Linked DNA regions of Mus musculus: region 1 is linked to region 2. A link is a contact called in public HiChIP or PLAC-seq data. All regions are on one chromosome and are shown on one strand. Each heading gives the region's core, a stretch centred on a gene start, on an enhancer-like site or on the middle of the called end of the contact. The rest is flanking DNA. Distances are from core to core; before and after follow the strand shown. Region 1 holds the start of Slc17a6 (solute carrier family 17 (sodium-dependent inorganic phosphate cotransporter), member 6). Region 2 holds the start of Prmt3 (protein arginine N-methyltransferase 3).

Evidence for each region. HiChIP or PLAC-seq counts read pairs in DNA pulled down with a chosen protein or histone mark.
Region 1: an H3K4me3 HiChIP or PLAC-seq map of embryonic forebrain shows a contact between it and region 2, with 3 times the contacts expected there. The contact joins the promoter of Slc17a6 here to the promoter of Prmt3 in region 2. A contact is called at or near these places in 3 of 39 promoter capture datasets (cranial neural crest, hippocampal neurons and liver) and 4 of 115 datasets of contacts at active chromatin or transcription factors (astrocytes, embryonic forebrain, embryonic hindbrain and 1 more).

Annotation. Positions count from the first base shown.
Region 1 is chr7:51,620,561-51,623,260 of GRCm38.p6, forward strand. Slc17a6 (solute carrier family 17 (sodium-dependent inorganic phosphate cotransporter), member 6) reads left to right here and starts at 1,270. Exons shown (of 12, transcript NM_080853.3): 1 at 1,270-2,160. The coding sequence starts at 2,075. It overlaps Gm33136 (a long non-coding RNA gene), which reads right to left. Exons shown (of 4, transcript XR_003946771.1): 1 at 2,187-2,700; 2 at 1,548-1,674.
Region 2 is chr7:49,777,104-49,779,803 of GRCm38.p6, forward strand. Prmt3 (protein arginine N-methyltransferase 3) reads left to right here and starts at 1,255. Exons shown (of 16, transcript NM_133740.2): 1 at 1,255-1,398; 2 at 1,478-1,610. The coding sequence starts at 1,374.

The DNA of each region.
Region 1 (2,700 bases), core at 20-2,519, 1.8 Mb after region 2:
TACGTAATATAATATATAACATTCACATAATGCATATGTCCCAAAATAACAGGAATGTAATCGTGGTATTCTTGCTCAACCATACTTCTTAATGAAATACAATTTTATAGGCTTTGGATTTGGATTTAACAATTGCAAAGGGTTTTAGCTATTTGTGATTTTTTTTCATCTCTCTATTTTAGGAAATTTTTTTCCACATATCATTTGAAATCGTCAGAGAACATTCTTATTTGACTCTGCACCGTACCTCTGGGATGTAATCCAATAGTCCCTATGTAAAACGCACTCCCCTGGTTGATTTAGCTAGCATCCAAGGTTTAACCTTGGGGATGTAGCTCAAGGACAGTCTGTTTCGTAAGCACTTGCCTGGACTGCATCTTAAGAGGGTTGTGGTCCATGCGAAATAACTCACATTAATTCAGCACAATTTAATTGTTTTGCTTAATGATATAGGTTCAATGGTATTATACACAACTAAGATGGAAAACCTTGTAGGACCATCTCTCAAAACCCAACAAGCAACAATGGCAAAAATAGCCTCCCTCTTAAGAAAAGGTGTCATAAGGAGGGAAAAATAAAATTTAAATAGAGTGTAAATATATTGAAATAAATTTTTAAAACATTATCAGTTACTCTTCGCTAACAAGCTTAGTTATAGGTACAAATTTTACCTGTAATTAGAAATAATTCAGTATTGTGTTGTGCATTAGTTAATTAAAGAAACTTAGAATTCCAAAGAATTCATTTCAGACTGCCTGTCCTTTATTCGGAAAGTGCACTAATGTTACAGCTGTCATTATCTCTCTGTCTCTCCTCCTTCTCTGTCCCACCTCTTTTTTTTTTTTTTTTTTTTTTGTCTCCTTCCATTTCTCTCTCTGCATCCTTTCTTGTTCGTCTTAGGGGTTGAATCAAATACACAAGCAATATTATTATGCATCTCATAAACATAAGCTTTATATCGGAGGGGAACCAGGTGTTCACCTGGATACCACACACCTAAAGTAGAAGCTTCTGCAGTGTTGCTTCTTCACCATGCTGTCAGAGCTAGTATGTACATGCTGGGCAACGGGTGGCCAAGCAGAGTAACTTGTCAGTGTTTAATAAAGCCCTCCTCCCTTGCAGAGCCAAATGCAGCTTTCCTCCTGAGAACTCTGCAGACGATGACATCTCCCTACTTGGTTTCCATAGCATCCGTTCCTGAAGAGCCCTAGAAAGGCCCTTGGTCAGGGCGATCCGCCCAGCTCCCCTAGGAAGTTGGCGAGCGGGTTAGCCAAAAGCAGCAGCCAAGGTTCCTTAGCTTCCTCTGTCCGTGGTCCTGAAATGCTAAACTGCGCCGCGCGCACTGACGGGAGCGGTCAGGTTTTATGGAAGGTCTCCCCCGGCGCTGCCTAAACCACAGCTGTGTGTCTGTTATTCACTCACGTTCGCAAAGATCAGCTAACATTCTCAGTCTTAATTCCACTCTGCCACTCTGCCGCAGAGCACAATTACGCCGGCGCGATGGGAGGAGACCATGTTAAGGCAGGAAGCTAACAGCAGCCGCTCACCTGAGGCCTAGGAAGCTCCCAAGGGTTCTGAGAGCTATGAGCTCTGATCAGCAAAGTCACCATTTTAGACAGTAGGGTTCTTTTGCTTTTTTCCTTACACAAGGGTTCGATGACGTTTCTGGTCAATCTGATTAAAAGACAGCGGATTTGATTGCGATAAGACTTCAAAACCGGGAATTTACGTTGTTTTTCGGTGAGGTGACTTCCAGAACAGGGACTCATCAGCACCCGCCCAAATACCACGGCACTGCGCGCGCCCTCGGCCACCGGATCCTCCCCTTCCAATGAGACTTTGTGACTGTGTGTACCAATTCTCCTATTAGGAAACCCGTGGGCTGCATGCAGCTATTCTGTTGTACTCTCTTTCTCGCCCTCCCTCCCCTCTCCAACTCACAGCCTTGCTGGAAAGCTCACCTCTGCTGAGAAGAAAAAGCTCTACCTTAACCAACTAAGACTATGCGCAGAATCCGTCTTTCATAGCCACAACAATTTAAATCTGGTAAGGCTGGACACCAGTCTTTACAAGAATGGAGTCGGTAAAACAAAGGATTTTGGCCCCGGGGAAAGAGGGGATAAAGAATTTTGCTGGAAAATCCCTCGGACAGATCTACAGGTAAGAGACTGCAACCCCATGCTTACCTGGGACTCATCTGGACAGAATCTGCAAAGCCATTTCTGAAAAGCTTGATTACTTAGAAAGATTGTAACATGGTGGGAAAGTCTTTTTGTTGCTCATTGCTGAAGCTAGGTTCCACTGGAAACCTGCTTATGAATGCAGGAATGTGACACTAAACGAACCTGTCGTGTGTGTGTGTGTGTGTGTGTGTGTGTGTGTGTGTGTGTGTGTGTGATTTTGTTTCATTACCTGGGGATTCTCATGTGCTCCAATTCAGTTCTTAATCCTCCTTTGCAATTCCAAAATGTTCGTTCAGCACCTGCTCATAAAGCCTGTCTTTGTTTTCTTATAGATTTCACAAATAAAATCCCTTTGATCCAAACAAGTGAATAACAAAAGCCAAAACCCTTTTTAAAAATAAACTTCAAAGACAAATGAAAGAAAAGGAATCTAGACCTTAGCTGCAAAAACATAGTGAAGAACTCTCCCATGGGAAATTCTGTATTGAATGAAACAGGATCAAAATATATCAATAAT
Region 2 (2,700 bases), core at 5-2,504:
CTCAAAAATATTTTAAAAAATTATGATGTGAGCAAAATCCTGTTGGGGGAGGGTGTTAGCACCCCCCCCCCTGTTACCTGGCTAGGTATGCCTGAGTCACTACAAAAGGGGCTGCTTGTCCCCTCTGAGTCCTCTTGCCTTCTGGCTCCTGCCCCCCTCTCTCCCCATTCCCTCCCCCCTCTCTCTCCACGTGCTCATGGCTGGCCTCTACTCCTCTAATCCGCTACTCTCTCTCTCTCTCTCTCTCTCTGCCTTTTTCTGTCTCTATTACCTTCTTAACTCCCCTCCCCATGCCCTGAATAAACTCTATTCTATACTATTACTATACCATGCCCTCAGGGGGAAGAGGTGCCTCAGCATGGGCCCGCAGAGGCACCACTCCCCCCCCCCCCCCACCTGACTACACCTCCACCAAAACATATCCCTTCTCCCTTTATCTTTTTATAAAACACAACAGAGGGGAAGAGGAACTGCCCACCAAAGAGCTTCAGTGATCAGCAGTACACTGGCTCGAGGGTGTGCATGGTGGGAAGTTGAACTGAGCTGTCTGACACTATACTATGCAGGCCTAGCTGGCCATGTCCTCAAACATGCCCCATGCAGAGTCCAGCCTCATCTGCAGCCTGGAGGCTTTACCTACCCAGAATTACTGCTTCCCACCTGCCTAAGGGAACTCCACTGTTAGATACTAGGAATATTAGAAAGGAGGCAGCCTGAGACTCGGGAACCCTGGTATCCTCCCTAACCCCACAGGCAGGGCAGAGAGCATTTGTTGGCACATATCACACAGTCCACCTGTTTCCATTGTATAGGCTCAAGTTAATGCCTAAACTTTTCACACACGTGTAAGTCTTACCATAACCATCAGGTTACTGCAGTCATGAGAGTGCTTTACCAGTCAGGAAACTGAGGCCAAGAGAAGGCAGGTTACCTGCTCATGCTTAGAATTCAAGCATTCAGAAATAGAGTTCAAACTTAGGGTGTTTGTAAAGCCCATGGTTCTCACTTTATCACTTTAACCCCTAGTAGGGGTGTGGGGCTTGAGTGCACACCCACATACATCAGCATACAGGTTAATTTAAGGGGCTTTCTTGTCTTCCCCAGAGCCTCCGAGCCTGGCCTGCATTGGCCATCTCTGCCGCCAGAGGGCGCTGCGATAAGTCGGTGCTCAACCTTGTAAGCGCCGGCGCCTCGGTTGCGCAAGCGTCCAAGCCGGAGAGCGGTGCCCCGCCCCCTACGCCCACGTGACCCGGAAGCGCTCTCCGGACGGTTCACGCTCCGCGTGTGGATCGCTTTGGGGGCTCCCGCGCACCCGCGCCGCTCGTTCCCGGCTCCGGTGCCGCGCTGTGCGGCCGCGCGCTTGGTCGGCGGCCATGTGTTCGCTAGCGGCGGGGAACGGTGGGTGCCCCCTCGCGTAGGGCGGCGGGGCGCGGGTGGGCGGGCGCGGGTCTCGGTGCTGACCGTGTGTGCTCTGCAGGCCGTGGCGCCGAGCTGGGGCCGGAGCCCCTGGAACTGTCGGACAGCGGAGACGACGCGGGCTGGGAGGACGAGGACGCGGACACTGAGCCCGCGCACGGCCGGCAGCACACACCCTGCCTGTTCTGTGACAGGTTCGTGCCGGTGTGGAAGGCGCGCCGCAGCGCCAGCGAGCACGTGGCGGGCCCGAGGCTCCGGCCCGCGCGGGACGGTTGATTGACAAGGGGCTGCTCACGTGGTCCGGGGGGGGCGGAGCCGGGGACCGCGCTCTGGGTTTGCCTCTGCAGCCCAGTCAACCCCACCCCTCACTCTAATTCCCCCCCCCCACCCCCCATACTAAGTCAGGCCTGGCATACCATCACTCTGGAGGCTGAGGCAGGAGAATGGTCAGGAATCCCAGGCCAGCCTTGAGTCACCAAGCTAGACCCTCTCGAAAACACACCCAGAAAAAATCTGAACTTCACACCTTAGTCCTAAATTAGGGATTCCATGAAGGCTGGGTGTTTTTCATTCTGTTCCTTGGATACCAGACTTTGAAAGCGCATAGACTGGAAGCGCGCTTCCATTTCTACCATCCTATAATAGGACGTTCTCTTCTCATGTAACATTCAACTGAGCCATTTAGACAGAACTAGCTCACTTCCATGATTGAGGGAGGAACTGATGCTCTTTGTACTTAGGGGAAAATGAGGCTGCAGAGCCACCAACTTGTTCAAGGTCACGAAGCTGCTGTTTATATTCCTAGGACACACCTTCTTTTCACTTAAAATCCTGCATCTTAGATGGAAGTGACTTGGCTGAAAAAGGGGTGATTGATGTTGACTAGCGCTGCTGGGTCCCGCCCCCTGTGTCGGTTCCTGGTGCTGACTGGTGGCATATTAGTGGTCCTAGGTGGCGCCTCATTGGAGAGGAGAATGACTGCACACTCGTATTTATTGTATTTATTGAGCATCTGTGGTGCAGTGCCCTGTGATAGGCTGCGAGGATGATCCAGATGACCTGTCTTGGCAGACATTGAGAGTTGCCTGTGTGCTAGGCATACAGAAGTGAAGTGCGGAGTCTCTGCTGTATATTCGTTCGTGTCCTTCAGTGTTGGAGGTTACATACAAAAGAAGTGTTATTCTTCACGCTGTAGTGCAGGTGCTGTAGGACTACCAAGGTCACTTGAAATCTGGCACTTTGGGAATGTGCCAGCTGTATAATTGTGTGCTTTGTGTCTAAAAA